2 separate regions of the Mus musculus genome follow, and region 1 is linked to region 2. A link is a contact called in public Hi-C data. All regions are on one chromosome and are shown on one strand. Each heading gives the region's core, a stretch centred on a gene start, on an enhancer-like site or on the middle of the called end of the contact. The rest is flanking DNA. Distances are from core to core; before and after follow the strand shown. Region 1 has its middle 93 kb from the start of Nefm. Region 2 holds the start of Nefm (neurofilament, medium polypeptide).

Region 1 (6,168 bases), core at 484-2,983, 94 kb before region 2:
ACAAATGTCTACTTGGTATGACTGTTTTATGAGTATTTGCTTTGTGGTTGCTTTTATTACTGTACATACATTTCATACTGTTCTATGTGTATGAAATATTTCTAATGACCAATCTAAATCTGCCACCTTTTAATAAGAATGGAAGATTCGGTTACAGAATTTAGAGAACACCATAATGGCTTTTTATTTTACATTTCTCATGGCACTGGCTCACTTTAAATACTAATTATCTGCTGTTTGAGCTACTGCCTATGCATCTTGATAGCCGTCCACTGATGTAGTCTGACCTTCTGCTTTGTGATTTTGAACAGTCAGCAGGAGGCCTGAAATTGCATCAAGAGAAGGTACATTATGTAATATTGTAAAGTATCAGATAAGATGACAGGGTTGCAAAGCAGCAAAATGTAAATGAGACCCTCTGGATGCGAGGCATGCCTTTAATTGGAGCAAGGATGTCACATAATCGAAGTCACAATGGTCTTGTGGGAAAGTACGGAAGAATCTCTTGCTTTCTTGACTCCCATGATCCTGAGCTGCATGCTGTCCCTTGAATGATTTTCTCACCTTTGAATCCCAGTTCTGAGCAGGTGAGAATACAATTTGGCAAATGAGTTTCGGGGAGAGCATTGCCAAGGTTATTTCTTCTTTGTAGCAAATCCAGTAGCTTGAGGAATGAACACAGCTGAGTCACTATTTGAAAACATACGAAGTATTCAATCCTAAATGAAAACAGTCTAACATCAGAAACCTTACATTCATCCACTGCAGTGCCAGATACCCTTCCTAAAACGGCACTGGGTGGTGGTTGTTAGTTAGTTAGACAGTTAGTTAGTTAATTAGATAGTTAGTTAGTTAGTTAGTTAGTTAGTTAGTTAGTTAGTTAGTTAGTTAGTTAGTTAGGTGCTTGATTTGGGGGGTTGAGTTATATTGTTTTGTTTTGTTTCATTTTATTTAAACCAGCTCTCACATCTCTTTGTGACGACACACTCAAGCTGTATAAATCTGACTTCATGCACAAATGCAGCCAGAGAAAGTGTGTAAAATCTCTCATCCACAAATAAACAGGAAAATGTAGTGTTGACAACAATATACATTTCTGGTGAAATACTCTGTGGATGTGAGACTGCATACCAAAGACAGTGTGGTGACTTGGAAGGCCCTCGCGTAGAGTCCTGAGCCGTTACAGCCTGTGAGATAGTGTACTTGCCACTATCTCTATAGATGCATTCTCTGGCTGGAGAGAAGAGGCAGTTCCCTGCCAATCACGTGTGGAGTGCACAGAAGTGAGATGGAAGAAACAGAAATCATTTAATCATCCTGGGGATACGTTATCAGTAGTCGGGCAAAGCTTTAGAGAAGAGTCTCACAAACTTTGTATTTAGCCAGTGGCACTTCTCATCCCAGCTACTCATAACAGCTCCTCTCACCACATTCACTTATATTGGCCCCTTCATTCCTACCAGTAAAATCTGTAACTCAACTGAGGATTACTTTCTAAGCGGTAACTAAGGAAAACAAGTAAACAAGCAGAACAAAGGTAGAAACATTGAGCCAAACTGAGAGTTCATATTTTCTTCTGTGCAAGTGAACTCGTGCAAAAACAAGGATTTCTTATTGGCTTATTTTAAAGCTTAATGTAAAAACCGCATTGGATTGAGAGCCCTGCTGACTACCCAGCCTATAACATATGCTTTGGTGTTTACTCGACTAACACTGAGGGCTGGCTCATGCCCAAATCTCTCCAGGACCTCCTGTGTCAGCAGCCTTTCAAGATGGACCCAACCAGTCCCAGCAACTGTAGGAGGGGGCAATGTCAAGTTCTTCCCTGAGCAAGGTAACCTGGATCACCACGCTGAGTCGGAATCCACGACCTTGGCCTTGTTAGCTGAGCTCTAACTGGGTGAGGTTATAGGTCCAGATGGCAAGAAGATGTAGAACACGTTGCAGAAGTCACTCTGTACTTTCTGAAAACTAAATGTTTTTGATGACATGTGCTGCCCTTCCCCCCACCAGGTACTCATTGCACGGTTCTACAGAAGCGAAGGGAGGGAGACAGATGGCCAAGCTGGAGGGAAGGGGAAAAAAAAAGAACAAACTTAAAGAGGGGTAAATACTTAAAGGAAAAGGTTAGGATTCTGAGCAGTGCCCAGAAAATGTAAACTATAATAGAAGGATAATAATTCTCAAAGGCTGAGAAACTTCCCCTTACACCTCAGTCATTGCTGCACAAAGCCTGGCTATCCATATGAAATATCTCCTCTTCAATAGAGCACATTACCATCAAAACAAAATATAGCACATGATTAGAGCAGTAAATATTCATGAAACTCCTCCAACCATAAACTATGTTGAAGGCAGAGAAGGTAATGTCTAACGTACGGTCACTTGAGACTATCTAAGCTGTAGGAATCGGGGACAAGGCCACAGGCTGGCTCGGGACACCCACTGCAGCAAAGGTAGAGTTCTTCCCAACCCTGTTACTAAGGAAATTTTCAGAGCCAGTCTATAAATAGCCCCAGCAGAAATGAGGCTCAGCAAGAGAGCTGTGGCCCTGCATGCTGCTGCTGCTGCAGGAGATTCAGCTCAGAACATTTTTTTTCCTTTCCACTTAACTTTTATAGAGAGTCAGAAAGGAAACACACACACACACACACACACACACACACACACACACACACACAGAGGAAAGAACTCTGAAGAAAAAAAAAGCTAGATAAATGCCCAGCTTGGGAGCCCAAGACTGCAATGCCTAAGCTTTACGGGACTCTTCCTTACACTCACACAACTGGGAATATTGCTTTTGATGCTAAGCAGGGTACGGCACCTGATGCCATGCTTCCGGGTTGGTACCTGCAATCTGCTCATCCTGGGTCCATGGAGAGAGGTTGAGTCCACTAATCTAATGTCTTCCCTTGTAACGAACATCCTGATTCCCTTGCATACTCGGCCCCACCTTTACATGTCCTAGGGATATATTTTATCTGACAGTGATTCTATTTCAGCACTCCTTCTCCCACACAGCACCATTTTTGCTTCCATTTCCCAGAATCTCTTGTGTTCTCTTCTGAAGGGGTTCCCACCGAGCCACTTGGGAATACTGATTTAAAGAGATGGAGAGGTCCTGAGGAATGGCTGTTATAGAACTCACTAGACACCATTCCTGCATGAAGTTTTATCAAAGTTGCTTCGTTTAGAAACACCAATCCTGGCAACTGGTAAATATGTGGATAGGGGACGCTCACTGCAGCATCTGCCAGGAAGCCTTGTTCCTTTGAAATGCATGTGCCCCACGGTTCTATGACCTTGTCTTTAAAACTGAAGAAGCATCCCACCAGAGCCTACTTAAGCTTCCCTGATGTCTGCTTTTACTACTTTCTGAAAGCAAAGTCTGGATCCTTCTCTGAACTAATATGCAAAAATCATTGAAAGTAAGTTACACAGGATATAATAAACAGATTATATGGAGATTGACTCTGTAAGAATAATCAATGAAAGCTTTAAAGATTGCCCCCTTAAAAAATATCAAAACATAAGACAAAACTACATTACAGCACCATATAAATATAGACAAGCAAATCAATCATATAGAGAAGAAAATGTGTAGAGGATTATATATTGATTTACATATATGAATATAAATTTAGATGACAATGTGATATTTTAAAGGCATGGAAAAGGCTACTGCAGCCATTATATACATCAAATACCAGTTATATTATTTACCATGTATTTAATATAAAGATAAACTCAATTAAAATATAAAATAATGACTTGAAATATAGAAATTTAATTTTTGAAACTTCATGTATGACAAAAAGAAGAAAACTAAGCAAGTCATATAACCACACACATGCACACACACACACACACAAAACACATATAACTATGCAAATAAATCATTAATATGCTTGACTGTATACATATTAAGTCATCAGTATCCTTGATTATCAGGATTGGTATAAGAGGTTAGAAAAGCCCCACAGAGCCAAAGACAGGCTTAAGGAAGGGCAGGCACTCCAACTAAGGTTCTAGTTTCAACTTCCAAATGGCCTTTCCTCTTGTGCATATGGCTATGGTCCTGATTGTCCCACTAATCATATTATCAACCAAAGGCCACAGACTTTTGTCTTACTTTAGCTCCTAAAACATTCTGGCAAATCAAGCCCAGCTCTTGTCCTGTCTTAGCTTCCTAAGACCCATGAGAAGACATGCCAGCTCATTGCAGCAGAGAAAGCACAATAGAGCTCAGTTTCAGCTGTAGCTCCCAAAAGAGCCTGTGACTCAGCTGCAGCCCACCTGAGCCACCGTTCAGGACCAGTGCCTCTTTACAGTGACTCACACAATGATCCAGTAGGATTTGTCCCTGGGAACCAGGAGAAAACACATCTAGTAGCTTTGAACCTGGCAGCAAGCTCACTATCTATGAATGCTGAAATAGACTATCATCCTACTCTGAAGCCCACAGGCCATGATGGGAGAGACATTTGGTCCTGAGTGATCCAGCCCATTCAGAGACCAAGTAGGAGCCATACACTGAAGCCTCAGGTAACAAGCAAATAAACTATGAACCCAGGAGTCACATGACCCAGTTCAAACTCATTGACCACAACCCTCTGAGCCACTCCCCCATGAGCACAAAGACCCAACAACACAGCGGACTTTTACTCCCCAAAACTAATTCATAAGATGTTTTCCTCTTCATGTGTACAGCCACCAGCAGCACAAGACTAAATAGATAATGAAGAATTAAACAAGCGTGACATCACCAAAGGAAACTAACCATGCTCCAAAGAATCTACAAATTGCCTTAATGCCTTTTCAAAAGTAATCTTAAAGACAGATAAAAATCAACAAAACAAAACAGACATTTAGTCAACTGAGAATAATTAGACAAGCAAGCAGTGGATGAAGAAACCTGCAATTAACAAATAAGTAGGAACATATAGGACAGAAACAAACAGGAGCTCTGCAACTGGAAAATGCCAAAGAGAATTATTTAATGGCAGACCTAAGCATGGAGGTAAAAGATTTACATTTTGCTTTGCTTTGTTCTTGCTGTGATAAACACCATGATTCAAAGCATTTTGAGGGAGAAAAGGGTCTACCTGGCTTGCATGTTCATTATCAAGGGAAAGCAGAGTTGGAACTTGGCTCTGAAGAGATAGAACAACCTCGAAGTTAAAGGATAGAAATGGAGAATTCTCAGCTCATCGCATGTAAACTAACTACAACACTATAGTCATCAAACATTGTGGTAGTGGTGTGGACACAGCCATATTGACTAAAGAAATGAGAACTCAATCCCTGGATTATCCCACCCCAACAAGTCTGTAGTGGGAAAGGAAAGTCTTTCTAACACACAAATGACAAAATTTAGGCCTTGACCCCACAGCTTGTAAAAGTTTACAAGAAGCTGACAACCTCCTTCACTGAAAAGGTAAAAGAATAAGTTCTTAGGAGAAAAATTGGAGCAAAAATCTTCATGATCTTTGAATTTTGGTGGAGGTTACACCATTCACACAGGCAACAAAAGAAGGATAAATCAGACTCAGGGTGCATCTGTGAACGTTATCCAGAGAGTGGAAAGGAGCCTATGACAGGATGAAAATGGCTGTATATAACACTTTTGATAAGCAATTAAAGTCTAGGCTTGGCAACAACTCACAAACTCAAAAGTAAGCATCCAAATCAAAAATAAGCATCGAGGTCTTCAGTAGAGCCCAAGACCTATTACAAAAGGCAGGTTTAACTCCTCCATTGTTGGTGGGATTGCAAGCTTGTACAACCACTCTGGAAATCAGTCTGGCGGTTCCTCAGAAAATTGGACATAGTACTACCGGAGGATCCAGCAATACCTCTCCTGGGCATATATCCAGAAGATGTCCCAACCGTTAAGGACACATGCTCCACTATGTTCATAGCAGCCTTATTTATAATAGCCAGAAGCTGGAAAGAACCCAGATGCCCCTCAACAGAGGAATGGATACAGAAAATGTGGTACATTTACACAATGGAGTACTACTCAGCTATTAAAAAGAATGAATTTATGAAATTCCTAGCCAAATGGATGGACCTGGAGGGCATCATCCTGAGTGAGGTAACACATTCACAAAGGAACTCACACAATATGTACTCACTGATAAGTGGATATTAGCCCCAAAACTTAGG
Region 2 (6,010 bases), core at 1,613-4,112:
TTTCTCTGTTGCTTGTATGTTACAGTTGTATAGCTATAATGTCACCAAAAGAGGAAATATGCAAACCATTTCTCTCTATGAAAAATATTAAGGAAGTAAATTTTTTTCAGAAGCTCAGGAGAGAAAAGGGGAAAAAAAGAATAGCTCCCATAGCCCTTTTAAAATTAATAATAATAATTTTTAAAAGACTGTATGGTGGATTTACCCTTCAAGTCACCTTCAGGACAAATACAGAAATGAAAGAACAAAGTAAAAAGTGAAAGGCTGCAGAAAAGTACGGTGGGACTGAAGCCCTAATTTTTAAACCATTAGCACACTGTCCCCTTAACAGAGGAACTTATAAGTCCCTGTATCATTCCTTAAGGCCTAGATTAATCAATAGTTCAGGTGACATTGCAGCTAAAATGTTAAGCTATCAGCACCAGGTTTAGCCTAAGTAATTGGCCATGACTTTGTTTGCAAGCAGCACTTTCCTTTCTGCAACTGGTTGGATGTTTAACAATTTTCGAGCTGGTTTAGACAAGAGGCAAAACAGGCTGATGGTGAAATTAAACACATGTTTCCTTGTAAATGTCTCTGCAGAGTCATCTCATTGCCAAAGCCCCGCAGAAAACTCGCAGCTGAAGCCTGTTTGCTACCCATGTGCTCTCACTGCAGGGAGCTTTCCCCATGAGTGTGCAGCAGGAAACTGCTGGCAGCTTTATTTATCTTAGTAAAAGCAGGCAGCCGCACAGGGCTCAAGGAAAAATGTCGCATAGTTCGGATGCAGCGATTTCTACATGGCATCCTGCTGAGGTTCCACCCTGCTAGCCCACACCTGACAAGCCCAGGAAGTTTTTATTTTCATTTACTTTTTCCATAGGAAATCGATAAATTTGGGGTTTTACAATATTTACAAGTTAGTCGTCCACTTTGTGGAACGCCATTTTTGGGGACTTGAGTCTGGGCTCTCTCTGCTTGAGCAGTAAGCAATACTCAGCAGATCAGATCCGCCTCATACCCAGCCCCCTCACCCTCCACCCCCGCAGCCCGCAATGCTGCAGTTTCACATTCGAGATCCAAAAGTTAACTCCTTAAACGAGCCTTTTTTCCTTTTAAAAACTCGCTTCTATCTTAAAATGTATGGGCTGGGAGCTTATAAAACTACAAAATCAAAGCCTCAGAAAGGGAGGCGTCTGTGATTACTTACTGATGACTACAACTCTGTCACATAATGAAGCAGAGGTTAGAGAATATATGCCCGAAAAGGTACAACAGTCTGCCTTCTCTGCTTCCAAGCGCTGGTTTATTCTGACCCACAGTAAGCATTTCACAACGCCCACTCCTTCCTGTGACACCCCCCACCCCACCCCCACCCCCACCCCCGCAGGACTGCAGTCCATCTCTCACTTTCTCTGTCAAGACTCTGAACTTTTTCACTCTGAATCTTCCCAAACTGTAATCCAAAATAGAAGGACATTTTCAGTTCAAATATACAGTCAAAGGAAACCCCTGTAGAATGTTTGTTTAAATAAGCATGCTTAAGGGATGGTGGGTCCAAATCGGTCATCAAAATCAACATAAGGAAATAGGTTGCGTTTTTAAATGGGGGCAGAGGGACCACCTGGCTTATTCAAGACTGAGATGAGGCTGTCCAGTTACCTTTCAATTAATTTAAAACTAATTCAGTTGCCCTGTCGGTTGTAACAGTACACGTAAGTAGTACCCAGACAGAAAGATGACTATGCAGTTTTCAAACTTAACATACACACTATCTCCCTGGGTTTTTTTTTTTTTTTCATCTCGGATTTCCCCTTCCCGGTGAGTAGTTGACCTTCAAATTTCAGGCCTTGTGTCTCCTCCTTCCCTAACATCCCTCACTTATTGGTAAAGTCAAACTGGGTTTCAAGTCTCTATTTTCCTTAACTGAGTTGAATGGCTTTTAGTTGATTTCAAAATCTGCAGTCTGTTCATTGTGCCAACTCTGCACTGTCTTAGTGTGGGATTTCCAGCTTGTTCCCTACAAACAAACAGCCCCTACAAACAGGTTTAATAGTATTCACTGGAGGAGATGAGCCAGAAGTGACCCTCCTCTGGACTCTGGTAGGCTGCGAACCCAGCAGAATCCCATGGGCACGCCTGGGCGCTGTCCTTGGTGCTGCCGGATCCTTGGGCGTCACAGCGCCTTACCTGCTGGAAGCTGCAGTCGTCCCCCAACAGTTAAGCAGACTGGAGTGCCACTTTCCACTTTTAACACAAATGACTACCCCGGCCTGTCTTCTTTGTCCCCTTTCCGGAGGTTTCCGGCGGGCCATTCCTCAAAAACTCTCTCTTTTTTTTCTTCTGCATAACTCTCAGCTCATCTCTTGCTGCTTTAAGACGAGGAGTGGGGGGGGGGGGAGACAAGAAAGACAAGGATGGATGGGGGAACAAAAAGAGAGTTGGGGGTTAAGGGGTGAAAGTCGAGGCTGCAAAGAAAAAAAGTCCCAGGGGAAAGGGCTTCAAGGGAAATGCCGGATGAAGAAAAAAAAAAAAAAGTAGAGGGAGAAGGGCCTCGTGGAGAGGTGGGAGGGGTGTGTGTGATAAAGAACAGCGGACCCTACGGCCAAAAGTAAGGAAGAAAGAGACTAAGAGGTAGGGGGCCAGACGAAAGTCAGGAAGCCAGAGAAGAGCTGCTCAGAGGGCCGAGAGTGGCGAGACAAAGAAAGGGCGCTGGGAAAGGGCACTTGCGCCAAAGCTGTGAACTGCAAACTGCTGGTGAAAAAGCAGAGAAGGGCAAGCTACCGGGTGACAAGAGGTCTGGAACTCAAGGGGACGCTAGGAAAAGGCCGGCCCGGCGACACCCAAGTGTGGGGTCCAGTGTGGTGCGGGCCCACGTGGAGCGGCCGCTGAATCACCGCAAGGCTTGTCTCCCCCTTCCCCCCACCCCCGGCCCGGTACCCGCAGTCCCCGCCTCCTCGGCCGCCGCCTCCACGGGGCGGGGCCCTGGCCCGGGACCAGCTGCTCCGCTATAAAGGGGCTGCGGCGAGGCCGGCAGAACGCTGTGACAGCCACACACCCCAAGGCCTCCAAGATGAGCTACACGCTGGACTCGCTGGGCAACCCGTCCGCCTACCGGCGGGTCACCGAGACCCGCTCCAGCTTCAGCCGCGTGAGCGGTTCCCCGTCCAGCGGCTTCCGCTCGCAGTCCTGGTCCCGCGGCTCGCCCAGCACCGTGTCCTCCTCCTACAAGCGCAGCGCGCTCGCCCCGCGTCTCGCCTACAGCTCGGCTATGCTCAGCTCGGCCGAGAGCAGCCTCGACTTCAGCCAGTCCTCGTCGCTGCTCAACGGCGGCTCCGGCGGCGACTACAAACTGTCCCGCTCTAACGAGAAAGAGCAGCTGCAGGGGCTGAACGACCGCTTCGCCGGCTACATCGAGAAAGTGCACTACTTGGAACAACAGAACAAGGAGATCGAAGCAGAGATCCAGGCACTGCGGCAGAAGCAGGCCTCGCACGCCCAGCTGGGTGATGCTTACGACCAGGAGATCCGAGAGCTGCGCGCCACCCTCGAGATGGTGAACCACGAGAAGGCTCAAGTGCAGCTGGACTCCGATCACTTGGAGGAAGACATCCACCGGCTCAAGGAGCGCTTCGAGGAGGAGGCGCGGCTGCGGGACGACACCGAGGCTGCCATTCGCGCGCTGCGCAAAGACATCGAAGAGTCGTCGATGGTTAAGGTGGAGCTGGACAAGAAGGTGCAGTCGCTGCAGGATGAGGTGGCTTTCCTGCGGAGCAATCACGAAGAGGAGGTGGCCGACCTGCTGGCTCAGATCCAGGCGTCGCACATCACGGTAGAGCGCAAAGATTACCTGAAGACAGACATCTCCACGGCGCTGAAGGAGATCCGCTCCCAGCTCGAGTGTCACTCAGACCAGAACATGCACCAGGCCGAAGAGTGGTTCAAATGCCGCTACGCCAAGCTCACCGAGGCGGCCGAGCAGAACAAGGAGGCCATTCGCTCTGCCAAGGAAGAGATCGCCGAGTACCGGCGCCAGCTGCAGTCCAAGAGCATCGAGCTCGAGTCGGTGCGAGGCACTAAGGAGTCCCTGGAGCGGCAGCTCAGCGACATCGAGGAGCGCCACAACCACGACCTCAGCAGCTACCAGGTAGGAACCGCGGCTGCGCGGCCGGCCTGCGCCAGCGCCAGCGCCGCGCGCCCCCGACACGACACTCGAGAGCGCGCCCAGAGGCCCTCTTGGTCGCGCTCCCTGGTGGCCGCATTCCAGTGCGCGCACGAGCTTCGCAGACGCGGGTTAGCCAAAGCCCAAGGTCTGTGCTCCGCCCCTCCTCCTTGTCCCACCCACTTGCCGCAACTACTTAGAAATTCCCATCTCCTTCAAAAACTTGCTTTCCTACGATAGATTTTACTGTAAAAGTAAAAAGGCACATTCTGGTCGTTGAGAAACACACCGTTTAATAAGCAGGAGCACAGATAGTCTCTTGTATTCCTGCCTCCTTCTTCGCTCCCCTTCCCCTCCCCCACCCATATCTCCACCCCTCCTCCTCACCCCCTTACTCTCCACTCCCCCCCCCCCCCGCCTCCAGCCGCGATGGGCGGAGCTCTCAAAGCTGGCTTCAGTCCAAAATTTGGGCGGGGATTGGGGGGGGGGCAAAGTCCGCTAGGGACCTTCCTCAGATTCCTCAGTGCTCCCTTCTAGGGGCATTCTAGGCTTGCCAGTCTCCGTGTGTGTTGTGCCTAGGAACTGTCTGGTTGATTTTTGTTGCTTTGTTTTGAATTTTACTATCATAAAAGAAGGAGGGATAGCTAGGAGGGATGTCTGCGAGGCTCATGGGACTGGCGGGGAAGGGGGAATTCCGGGGGTGGGTAGGAAAGGGCTCGGGGCAGGGAATAGCAAGTGTCTTGTGAAGGAAGTTTCTAGAGACTCCCTGTACCTTTCAGGACACCATCCAGCAGTTGGAAAATGAACTTCGGGGAACCAAGTGGGAAATGGCTCGTCATTTGCGAGAATACCAGGATCTCCTTAACGTCAAGATGGCCCTGGACATCGAGATCGCCGCGTACAGGTACAGGATCTCTGCAGACTTGGTCCAGACCCTACAGGCACTGCAGAGGCTGCTGCGAACAGCCTTCCCCACTTAAACCAAAGCTGGCCTAGTGAGACAGGCTCAGAGCCCTGACTCCCCAGCTCAGTTACGAACAGAATCCTAAGTATTACAGATACAGGTTTACCAACCTACTTCAGCTTTAAAGAGTGACTACGGAGAAGATCGGGGAGGAGGGTGGAACTGGGGGAGGGAACCAAAATATATTGTATGAAAAAGCCCAAATATGCACCAAAGAATAGTACTTTTGAGTTGCTGGGGGCGTAGCAATAGGTTTAAATTTTTGTTTCAAGCGTCTGTATGTCTGACAAGCAGATGAAGTTTTCATTTTTAGTATTTCATCTGATGGTTCTCTTTTATAAAGCCAAGGACAAACACCAGGTCATGCTTCTCTTCTCTTTCTGTTACAGCTTACTGTTGCCATCCTCTGGCTGAGACTAGATATAGGCACACTAGAATATAGGTGCACTTACTTTAAGTCTATGGATAATATACATGCATTCAATCTGGATAGAAATGTAAATTTAATATATATTTATCTACATATGTAAAGTGTGATACCCTCATATCTAGATCTAGACAAGCGTGTATGTATAAAAACATATAGAACTAGACATATAGGCAAATATAGGTTTGATCTCTTTATCTGTAAACTGGTTCTATCTAGGTCTCCTGAGTAATGCTGTCTTTCTGTTGGCCAGACTCAAAGCATACAGCTCTTGAGGAGGCAGTCACTTCCTGTAAGGCTGTTACAGCAAGAATAAGCTGCACTGTCTTTTTAAGGGAACCAAACGACTGTACCAAGAGACATTCTGTCACTGAACAAATTATAATTTGCTTCACCTATATTCGTATGTAGCTATAATTTAAATTCATCAACATTCTGACTTATGCTCAATAGTTTTAATTTTAAATTGAACATTTTA

What was found. Hi-C and Micro-C count contacts between places; a contact is called where the count stands out from the background.
Region 1: a contact with region 2 is called in a Hi-C map of cerebral cortex, with 2.5 times the contacts expected there. The contact joins the enhancer-like site here to the promoter of Nefm in region 2. A contact is called at or near these places in 1 of 39 promoter capture datasets (pre-B cells), 2 of 484 Hi-C or Micro-C datasets (cerebral cortex and forebrain) and 2 of 115 datasets of contacts at active chromatin or transcription factors (differentiating embryonic stem cells and embryonic stem cells).

What each region holds. Positions count from the first base shown.
Region 1 is chr14:68,215,011-68,221,178 of GRCm38.p6, reverse strand. No RefSeq gene overlaps it. Among named protein-coding and RNA genes, the nearest start is that of Nefm, 93 kb to the right of the region's middle. Within about 2 kb of position 1,733, at least 29 of the 459 cell types and tissues checked have an H3K27ac peak or open chromatin away from gene starts, as enhancers often do. A contact at or near this core is called in cerebral cortex and forebrain, where this site is marked.
Region 2 is chr14:68,121,856-68,127,865 of GRCm38.p6, reverse strand. It overlaps Nefm (neurofilament, medium polypeptide), which reads left to right and starts at 2,862. Exons shown (of 3, transcript NM_008691.2): 1 at 2,862-4,126; 2 at 4,921-5,045. The coding sequence starts at 3,053. A230070E04Rik (RIKEN cDNA A230070E04 gene) reads right to left here and starts at 4,114. Exons shown (of 3, transcript NR_045897.1): 1 at 3,038-4,114; 2 at 2,170-2,348.